2 separate regions of the Macaca mulatta genome follow, and region 1 is linked to region 2. Evidence: chromatin contacts called from public Hi-C data. All regions are on one chromosome and are shown on one strand. Each heading gives the region's core, a stretch centred on a gene start, on an enhancer-like site or on the middle of the called end of the contact. The rest is flanking DNA. Distances are from core to core; before and after follow the strand shown. Region 1 overlaps LOC144332668. Region 2 overlaps LOC114677359.

The links. Hi-C and Micro-C count contacts between places; a contact is called where the count stands out from the background.
Region 1: a Hi-C map of CD4 T cells shows a contact between it and region 2, with 2.5 times the contacts expected there. The contact joins two enhancer-like sites. A contact is called at or near these places in 4 of 14 Hi-C or Micro-C datasets (CD4 T cells, fetal cortex germinal zone, fetal cortical plate and 1 more).

The regions. Positions count from the first base shown.
Region 1 is chr1:151,113,440-151,118,850 of T2T-MMU8v2.0, forward strand. The region is part of intron 1 of LOC144332668; the gene reads right to left. It also overlaps a transcript of LRRC8B not described here. Among named protein-coding and RNA genes, the nearest start is that of LRRC8B, 35 kb to the left of the region's middle. Within about 2 kb of position 3,477, at least 7 of the 40 cell types and tissues checked have an H3K27ac peak or open chromatin away from gene starts, as enhancers often do. A contact at or near this core is called in CD4 T cells, where this site is marked.
Region 2 is chr1:151,038,800-151,043,888 of T2T-MMU8v2.0, forward strand. All of the region lies in intron 2 of LOC114677359, which reads left to right. Among named protein-coding and RNA genes, the nearest start is that of LRRC8C, 24 kb to the left of the region's middle. Within about 2 kb of position 2,577, at least 6 of the 40 cell types and tissues checked have an H3K27ac peak or open chromatin away from gene starts, as enhancers often do. A contact at or near this core is called in CD4 T cells, where this site is marked.

The DNA.
Region 1 (5,411 bases), core at 2,227-4,726, 76 kb after region 2:
ACCTTCGCTGGAGTGCAGTAGTGCTATCATAGCTCACCGCATCCTTCCACCTCAGTCTCCTGAGTAGCTGGGATTACAGGCTCCAGCCACCATGCCTAGGTCCAAAAGAGTGATATGTTCTAACCATGCTCTTTCCCTATCTGATATCCCTGTGTACACCAAGGGGGAATCTTTAAATTGGCCTACTAGGGACCTAATGGTTGATACCTAATTTGACTGAAAAATTTTCTTTAGTGTCCAAACCAGTGATCTCCAAGCTGGGGTACGGGGCTTGGGAGTCTTATTTGGAGTGATAGACAATGTGGTGGAATCTACTTCTAAATCAATTAACCCTGCCTAAGAGGACCTCCTTCAAAATACATATTGTCCAACTTGTTCTTTCCAACCATATTCTTTGTCCCCTTTTCAAATTCACCCTTTTAGTGCAGTAAAAAAGAAAGGCAAACATCTTATTTCTCAGGAGTTCACTTATGGTGCATTGTCTTGGGGTGTAAAAATCTCCAGGCCCCCAAGCAGAGGGCCATTTTGAAATAACCATAGGATTACAGATACCGACAAAGTGAAAGACTTTCAGGCCTGAGAAAAATCCTTTTGGGAGTCAGAGTAAAGTTTCTATTTCTTTGATTAGATCAACACTGGAGGAAGACCTAATCAAACCATCAAGCAATTGAAAAATCGTTTTTGTGATAAATCATCAGATATCTTTGGGCATATAACTCAGGAGTTTAGAAGACAGAATGGAATTATACTGACTTCATTCCCATGTTTATATGGCAAGACTTCTTAAGCACTTCCATTTAAAAAGAAACACTTGCTTTGATTATATGTGTTGTTCTGGTCAATTGTGTACTAGTGAAAAATCATAATAACAATTCAAAAGAAATGTTTTTCAACATTTAGAGCCTTATTGTCACAAGTACTTTTTTAAAAACAAATATATTGTGTGTGTGTGTGTGTTTGTGTGTGTGTGTATGTCACAAAAGTAAGACATCATAATCAATGATAAACTTTCAATCATAACAGTGTTACATTGGGATTAAGTTTTATAGAATAGAAGAGGAATAAAATGAGTTCCATGAGAAAAAAGATCTATGTAAAATTCCTGACTTTTCTAGAAGAGCTTATTTTTATGTTTCTTAAATGGATGATGAGAGACATCAAATTACTTTGGTATTTAATTTAACTTCCATTGGGTACATTTAAAAGAGTGATTTTAAAACCCAATAGTTATACATTAGAAATGCAACTGTCTGCAACTATTCAAAATTATGATGAAAAATTTTAGACATTAACTTTAAAAATGTATGAGAACAAATCGTTTTTCAAAATCCTTGTAGAGGATACTCAAAAACATTCAGAGATACTGTTATAACCTACTTGTAAGCCAAGAAGAAGAGCCTGTGTTGACCACCTGAAATTTTGACTTCTAATAGAAAGCCAAAGTCAGGATTATTTCATTAAAGTACAAAAGCCATCTCAAGCATCCCCTACAAGTTGCTAAATCTGGAACTCTGAACACAGTAAGTGTTCAATAAACCGTAGCTCATAAACAAAATACTTTAGCTATTCAACCGATATCTATTAACAGCATGTATAATATACCTTGTTACTTCTAACCTTCAAGGAGATATTCTTTAAAATTTTATGCAAATACCAGTCAAAAGTACATTATTGAAATGAAGCCCTAGACTAGGTAATAATTATGCTAATTTTATTCCCTAATTCTCTCCTGGATATCCACCGCATGCCCACAGTATGCCATGTATGACATCTGGCCCAGAAATCCCAGGAAATGAACAAAATGTAGTGTTTATCATGAAGAAGCATCCAGGAGGAGGCCAAGATGTTCCTTAGCCTAGGTACTATGATAGGTATAGCTCAGAAGCAGCACAGAAGTGGGAATGAGGAGCTGTTGGGGGTGACAGGCAGAGAGAAGGTGTCAGGAAGGGTCTTTCAGAAGAGGTATGCTTTAACTGAGCCTTGAAAGATGGTCGTGTGCTTGTCAAGAGGATCCCAAATAAAGGGAAGGAACAAAGCTATGGAATGAAGCCATCTGGCTATCTAGAACCTTCCTCCCTGTACTGCAAATAGTTTAGGACAGCTGGTGTATGGGGGTGTGACCGCACACTGTGTCTATGGTACATGCACTGCGGACACAGAAATGACAGAGTGGCAAGAGATGAAGCTGAAGAGCTGCAGAGGTCAGACAAAGGAAGACTTTCACACATGCCACACCATGGTGTTTCGACTTAATCCTGAGGCATAGGGAGCCATTAAAGGCTTATTAAACCAGGCAATTATGGGATGAGATTTGTCTTTTAGAAAGATTATTTTCTGCAGTGTGGACAATAAATTTGTAGGTGATGGTAGCAGACACTATGCTCAAGACTACAAAGTCATTATCAGTTAGAAGATAACTGGCAGTGTTCCTGAAGACTCACAGCAGAAAATGGGCTGTAGAGGAAGGACAGTGATAGAAAGACTTGAAGGCTATAGACTCTAGACAAATGGGTTACCAATCCTATAAGAGGACTGTAGGGAGAATAAAGCAAGGAGAAGCCCAGAATGGGTTCCAAGAAACTTGGGATATATACTTGGGTAAATAGTATTGCTGTTGGCAAAAACACAGAATCTAAAGGTGAACAGAAAATTCTGAGGAAAGCATTCAATACACTAACTCCAGGCCCTCATTTGTTCTGTGAGGTAGGTGGCATGGATATTATTATTCCCATTTTATAACTACTTGGTGTATTAGTCCATTCTCACACTGCTAATGAAGACATACCCAAGACTGGGTAATTTATAAAGGAAAGAAGTGTAATTGACTCACAGTTCTGCATGGCTTGTGGGAGCCTCAGGAAACTTACAATCATAATGCAAGGCATCTCTTCACAGGGTGCCAGGAGACAGAATGAGTGCCCAGTGAAGAGGGAAGCCCCTTATAAAACCATCAGATAGTGTGAGAACTAGCTCACTATCGCAAGAACAGGATGGGGGAAACTGCCCCCATGATTCAATAATCTCCACCCAGTCCCTCCCACGACACGTGGGGATTATGTAAACTACAATTCAAGATAAGATTTGCCTGGGCACACAGCCAAATCATATCAGTGAGGTAATATTATTCACCCACTATCACATGCAGCAGTTTGGGCACGTTTACTGCACACCAGACTTGAGAGCAGTTAAACAAGGGAGACAAAGTTCTTGCTTTCACAGAACTTATATTTTGGTGGGGGTGAGGGGAATAGAGCATAAACAAGCAAGCAAACAATAAACCAAGGTTTGAAAGACTATGATGGGAACATAGGTAGGGGGTATGGGTACTTTTGGCCAGGGAATGTATTTCTGAGGTCACATTTGAGCTGACTCTTGAGCAGAAAGTAGTCATGGAAATTTATAAGGGAAGAACATTCCAGGCAGAAAGAACAACAACTGAGAAACCCCTGAGGTAGGAAGGAGCTTGGTGTGCCACTGAGGGAGGAATTGCAAATACCTGGGCAAATCTGAAGCAGGAAGTCCAAGTTACAAGGGCATTCCAGGGAGAGGGAGGGTGAAAGACTCTGACACCTGAGGGTACCAGTGGCCAAGATAAACTCTCTTAGGATTGCCTGCAAACCTGACCACCATGCACGACACTGTGCCTCTGAGAAACAGCATGATGACTGAAGGAAACCAAAATATTGCACCCCAAAATATACTTCTTTGACATATTTTGAGATGGCTGTTAGGAGGGCAAAACAGAAGTAGGCCTGTAAAGCTGTCATTTATTGGGGAGATTTGTGTCTGTAGAGTATCTGCATTGATGCAGCCGGGCTTTCTCTGAGGCCCCACCTTGTCTGTCTGGATCTAGGAAAGATTAATTGAGAGTCTGACAGATTTAAAGGTCTGAAAGAAACATTTACCATCTATTCTATCTGAGGGCTGCTACCAGAGAGGTTCATTTAGATAACAAGACCACCTTTGCTGGCCAGGCCTCCTCTTCTCTCCTTCCCATAACCTGTCTTGCCACCATAACCTGGTTTACCACCATTACCTGTTTTTAGCCATGCTCTCAGCCCCTGTTCTTTCTGTTACCTCAAGATGGTATATAAGCATTAACCATCTGGCCATTTCTTTGAGTTTTTAAAATATTTTATACGACTCCTGTGCATACATGTGCACATAATAAAATTTATCAGCCTTTTTTTTCCTGTGAAGCTATTATCACTTTGTTTCATAGACTCAAATTATCAAACCTTCAAGGAAAAATTTAAGCTTCCCTACATGATCCACAAATGCTTCTCAAAGACAAGTCATTACTTAGCTTAGGACTGCTTATTTTAGCATTGAAATGGGGCCAGGAATAAACTCAGTTTTGTTAAGAGAAATGAAGTTAAAATCTTTAGATGAACAGAATTTATCTTAAATTTGTCGACTCAGAGCAAGAAACATTCTGCAGTGCAATGGCTCATGGTTTAACCCCCAAGGCTCAGTCACGTCATACCACAATACATGGAAAATACCACAATACGTGGAAGATGCATCAAAGTAGAGTGTTCCCTGCCATCCGCCAAGGCTGTTACAGGGATTAGAGAGGCATCATTTCCCCCACAAACTCCCCTAATAGCTCAGCAGGACACGGCAAGGAGAAATGGTACCTTTTAATGCACCTGCCAATAGCACCCCCTGCCATGCTGGTTCCTGTCTGTGCAAAATGGAAAGGTACAGAGGGACTGGCCGTGGGGGTTGTCCACCGTCTTTGAGAAGGCCATCCCATGCCTAGTCCAGTCACCCAACCCTCTGAAACACACTGCTCATACTTCCCATCCTGTGGTCATTTTCCATTGCTGCTTTATGGGCTACTGATTTTTTTTGCCAACAGTCTTTCTCCATTCAGCCATGTGGTTTCAAATTCCATTGGCTAAGGATGATGCAGATCAACCCTCTGACCCTCTACAAAAATATACTACTTTACAGTGCCGTCTCAGATGCATCTGCTTGTTGTGTAGAGACAGCATCTGTATTTAAAGTTTGCGAATATAGCCCAAATAAACTGTAAAAGCATTAGATTATTCCTGAGTGTCACATTAAGAAGTTATACATGATATACTCTTATTTTATTTATTATTATTTTTTTGGAGATGGAGTCTTGCTCTGTCACCCAGGCTGGAGTGCAATGGCATGATCTCAGCTCACTGCAAGCTCCGCCTCCCGGGTTCATGCCATTCTCCTGCCTCAGTCTCCTGAGTAGCTGGGACTACAGGCACCTGCCACCACGCCTGGCTAATTTTTTTGTGTGTGGGTGTGTGTATTTTTAGTAGAGACGGGGTTTCACCATGTTAACCAGAATGGTTTCGAACTCCCCACCTCAGATGATCTGCCCGCCTCAGCCTCCCAAAGTGCTGGGATTACAGGCATGAGCCACCATG
Region 2 (5,089 bases), core at 1,327-3,826:
CAAAAAAAAAAAAAAAAAAAAGAAAACCCCAGCCCAATGACTTCCATACTACAAAACGGACAAAAGAGATCAGGTACCCAAAAGGGCAGAAAGTAGCTGAATTGCTAGTTGTTTTGAATGCACTAGGAAGGGAAGGGAGATACAATCTGAAAAACCTGCATTTACCACATCAAAACAACACCCAGTAGGCAAGTTGACAGCCCTTTTCTGTCTTACAGCTGATGGCAGTGGGGGGCCATCCAGAGCAGCTGCCATTGCACTGGCTGCAGCCAGGCGGGACCCACTCCCAGACCCAGAGCCTCTGCCACTCTGTACCCTGGCCCTATGTCATCGCTCTTGCCCACTGCCACTGTGGGGAGGTGTGGGGAGGAGGTGGATAGTCCCCGGAGGAGCCTGCCCCTGGGAACCCTCGGAGCCTGCTGCCCTGGGAGCCTCCACGATAGGGCCAGGCTGAATTGCCCTCTGGTGTGGGGGCAGCATGGTTGGGCACACAGAGAGGGGCCCCGAGGTGGAGCCGGGCCAGGAGTGGTGCAGTGTTCCACGGAACCAGCAGGAGCAAGGAGCAGGCAGGAGCCCCACCCTCCCAGGCGCCTCTATAGCCGTCCAGGTTGCTGCTGCAGACCCGGGCATCTCTGCACTCTCAGGGGACCTGGGAATCTCCCCCGTTAGCCCCCGTAGGCTTGAAGGTGTCTGCTCCCACTTCCTGGCCTCTCCCTGCTGTTGGCTCCAATCACAGAGTGGAGTTGAGGCCAAGTGTGGGCGCTGTCACAGCCCAGCTGGGTGTACACACACACACAGGGCAGTCCTGACATGCCAGGCCCCTGCCGCCTGAGCCCCCTCTGGACTTTGGGCACTGACAAGCACAGTGGGGAGGGAGACCGAGGAGGTGCTGAGGACAGCCCGGTGCTGACCTGCAGGTGTCCCTTGGCATGAACAGTCTGGGTGTCATGAACAGTAGCAGGAGGCAGACAGTCTCCTGGGTGGAAGGGGATTGGTCCCTAGTGAAGCCCCACCCTCAAACCAGGGAGGACCTGAAGCCTGAGGGCCGGGCTGCCAGTCCCAAGGACCAGAGGGAGGACTTGTAGAGCTTTTCCTGGGCTTGCCCACGGCTACCCATGGACCAATCAGCACACACTTCCTCCCCTCTGAGGCCCTTAAAAACCCTTGGTTCAGCCAGACTCCAGCAGAGGACAGAGAGGATAGAGGACGGAGAGACGATGGGATGACCTGTTGCAGAGAGGAGCTGCCCACCCCAGGGTTTCCCGTCTGCTGAGAGCTGAGAAGACGATGGGATGACCAGCTGCAGAGAGGAACTACCCTCTCTGATGGGAGCTGAACACTGGTTGAGATACCCACTGCAGGTCTCCTCTGAGCTGTTCTACCGCTCAAAAAAGCTCCTCTTTGTCTTGTTTACCCTCCACTTGTCTGTGCACCTCATTCTTCCTGGTTGCAGCTCAAGAACTCAGGGCCAGCCAAATGGCGAAGCTAAAATATCTATAACCCAAACAGGGCTGAAACATGCCCCTTGCTCGCCATGTTGTGGGTGAAAAGGAGAGAAGAGTTGTGGCCCTTCGGGAAGCCCAGACCTGGGAGCTCCCAGAGCCAGGGCTTTGACTCCCTCTTCGGGGCTCCGCGGTTCCTGATGTTTCCAAGTTTCTGGGTGCTGCTACATTCCCCGGTGCCCGCCGAGGAAGGTGCTTGTGGTGCGCCTGCTCCAGCTGCAACCTCACAGAGAACCAGTGCCTGTGCTGGCACCTGGAGCTGCCCACCCTGTGGTAGCAGCCGGCATGTCTGACTGTGCAGTGGCCAGACCCCATACTCGCCTACACACCCCTTGCCACTCCACGCCTGATTCACAGTCTCTCTTAGAGGCATGGGATCCAGACTGGTAGTGTGAGCTGAGTGCAACCTGCCAGGCTGAGTGGGTGGAACAAGCCTTGCGGGCCGAGCAAAACTCAGACAAAGGCACCACCAGCCACTGAGGTTTCCGGCCAGAAAAGTGACACCCGAAAGATCCCGAAACACCACCTCTTCAGATATATTGGCAATTGACCAGGACACATTTTAAAGATTTTTCTCTTAATTTCTTATTTTTTCCTGACCCATCACTAACAGAAAGGACACATTTTAAACATTCACAGAGACCAGGTCTAAGGTGAGTACACAGTGATGACAAAATTTTGTTGGAAAAGGCAGACCTTCTGCACCTGATGCTACCTTAGTCCATGCAAAGAGTCCTCACTTCTGTGACTAAGTGGAAATCAGCTATAATTACTTGAGCACATCACTAAGGTTTTTGTAAATAAAAATTTCTGAATAAGAAAATTAGATATATTCTTCAGTTCTGGTGTTGTTACTAAGGGTCTCAGTCAGTTTGAGCTGTGATAACAAGTATCCTAGACTGGGTGGCTGAAGCAACAGACACTTTGTCTCTCACAGTTCCAGAGGCTAGGAAGTCCAAGACAAAGGTGTTGGCAGATTCACTTCTTGGTGGGGGCCCTCTTCCTGGCTTGTAGGCGGCTGACTTTTTGCTCTGTCCTCACATGACATACACAGACAGAGAGTGAGCTGTTAGTCACTTCTTGTAAGGATACTAATTCTAACATGGGGCTCCACCCTCGTGACCTCATCTAAACCTAACTACCCCCCAAAGCCCCACCTCCTAATACCATCATATTGTGGGTTACAGATTCAATGTATAAATTCTGGGGGAAGACACAAACGTTCAGTCCATAACACTAACAATCACCAAGTAACGCATATGTACCGAGTTTAGAAGTTGGCAAAGGAAATTCACATATTTCACCTTATTTGAACCTCACAGTCGTTATCTGTGAGATAGCTATTTTTATTTTCCCTGTTTTACAGATGAGGAGGCTAAGTTGAGAAGCATTCAGTGATTTCCCCAGGGTCATCTGACTAGTCAGTGGCAATGGTAGAGTGCAAAATCAGGTTTTCTGATTCCAAATGCTGTGTTCATTCAGCTGCATCAGGAATCAGGCCATCCTGCTCCTAGTATTAATAGCAGCAATAACAAAACAGGAACAGCATCTGATGTTTATTTGGTGCTGTACTATGTGCCAGTCTCTTTAAAAATATTGTCTCTCAGGGTAGGTGCTAGCATTCTGGTTTACATCCCCGAGAAAACTTAAAATTATCAGGGTAAAATAACTTTCCAAGATCACACAGCCAGTATATCACAGAGCAAGTGTTTGAACCAGGTTGGCTGAGTCTAGAGACAATGTTCTTAATAAGCCACTTTGCTAGAGTGGCCTTTGAAGTGCTCTTTCAAAGACAGTTTGTAAGATGAAAATAATTCTGTTAGATATATTTATTGAGATTTTAGTCAGAAATGGATTTCTTGCCCATTAAAAGCACTAGTGTCCTACAAAGTGCTCTATTGAAAGTCCTATTTTTCAGGCACGACAGATGGAAGACAGATGTTTCTTTATGCTCTGAAAGGTCCACTTTATGTAGCTGACTATAATAAGATTGTATCTGGTTCTGAATGTTTCAGAAAAATGGTGTCAGGCAGATCATTGCAAATGAAAGCCAAATCAAAGGCATTATTACACAGATTTGATAGAAAAAAAAAGCCAAAACAACAGGATATTATTCAATAGTATGGGTGGAAACTTTTTCAGAGTTCATTCTGAACCACACAGACATTTTCAGATGTGTTCCACCCTAAGATTCAGCCTAAAGTTAGATAACTGCATGTATGGTCGATTGAGACTTGTGTGATGAGGTGAGGTGGCGGGGGGATTGGGAGTTGGGTGCCACAGATGTGGGTAATGCAATACTGAACTTTCTTTGAGTGTGATTTGGAATAACATGGAAAGCATGGAGAATGAGTGGAAACTTTGCTGTGACTTAAGTAGACTTCAGATAAACAGGAACTTTCTGTGAGTTCAGAAAACTTAGATGCCCGAGTATATTTTGAATACTCATTTGGGACGAATGATTAGACCTCTAAGCTTTTTGTGTGTATTGGAATCATGACTGCAACACCTGAGAAGGATTTTCAGGCCCAATACACAAGTATGCTTATGTTTTGAACAAGCTGACTTCCAGGTTAGAAAGTCCATTTGTACTCTATAGAGAATCATAGCATCTCAGAGCCTAAAAGTGGCCTTAGAGTCACTTACCCCAACTCTCCTCATTTACTGAAGAGAAAACTGAGGCCCCATGAGGGCTAGTGATATTCTGGCATCAAACTTAACACAGTTGGGAGGGGAATTCCCTGAAGATCTAAAGGACGCTAGTTCAAGGTGTTGTATGCAGATGTGGTTGAGTTTTTGCATATGTTTAAGAACACAAACTTTGAAACCAGGTCTAGATTCTAAACCGGTGTCCTTTACTTACTAGCTGTGTGTCCTTTGGCAAATTACTTAACTTCCCCAAGCCTCAGTTCCCCCATCTATAGAATAAATATGTTTTCTTCCTTTAACATCATTGCACCCATGCCCTCAAAGAGTGTATCCAAAGTACTACTTCCTTATGCCATTTCCTTACCCACAAGGCTTTAACAACTTCTCACTGTTTCAACAATTTGTCCACAAGCGTCTCCACTCATGGTTTCTGGCACATGCCTTTGCCCTTAGGCATCCTGGCTGACCCGCTGGCCAGCACACACCTTGCAAATGCTCGACTTTCAGCTATTCATTCATTATGCACCTACACTATAGAATACTATAGCAAATTGTAGGTGCAGATACTATATTAGTCGAAGGGGACACAAATGTGAACAAGATTTGGTTTCTGCCTTCAGATGACTTAGCGGGAAATCCATAAATAATTTCACTATATTGGTATAAGGGTTCAGAATAACTAACTCCAATTTGGGGGAAAGAGGATGGTCAGAGAACTTATAGAGTGATATCATCTTAGTCTTGAAGAATGAATTGAGGTTTATTCATATGTGTATGTATGGAAAAAAGGAACTTCTGGTTGAGGGAACAGCCTGGACAAAGGCATAGAGGTTAGAAAGGCTTGGCAGAGAGGACTGCCCTGTAGTTCTATATAGTGGGCTGGCAGGAATGCATGTGGGAAGTCCAGCACTGCCTGGAGGACTTGGATTCTGGCCAAA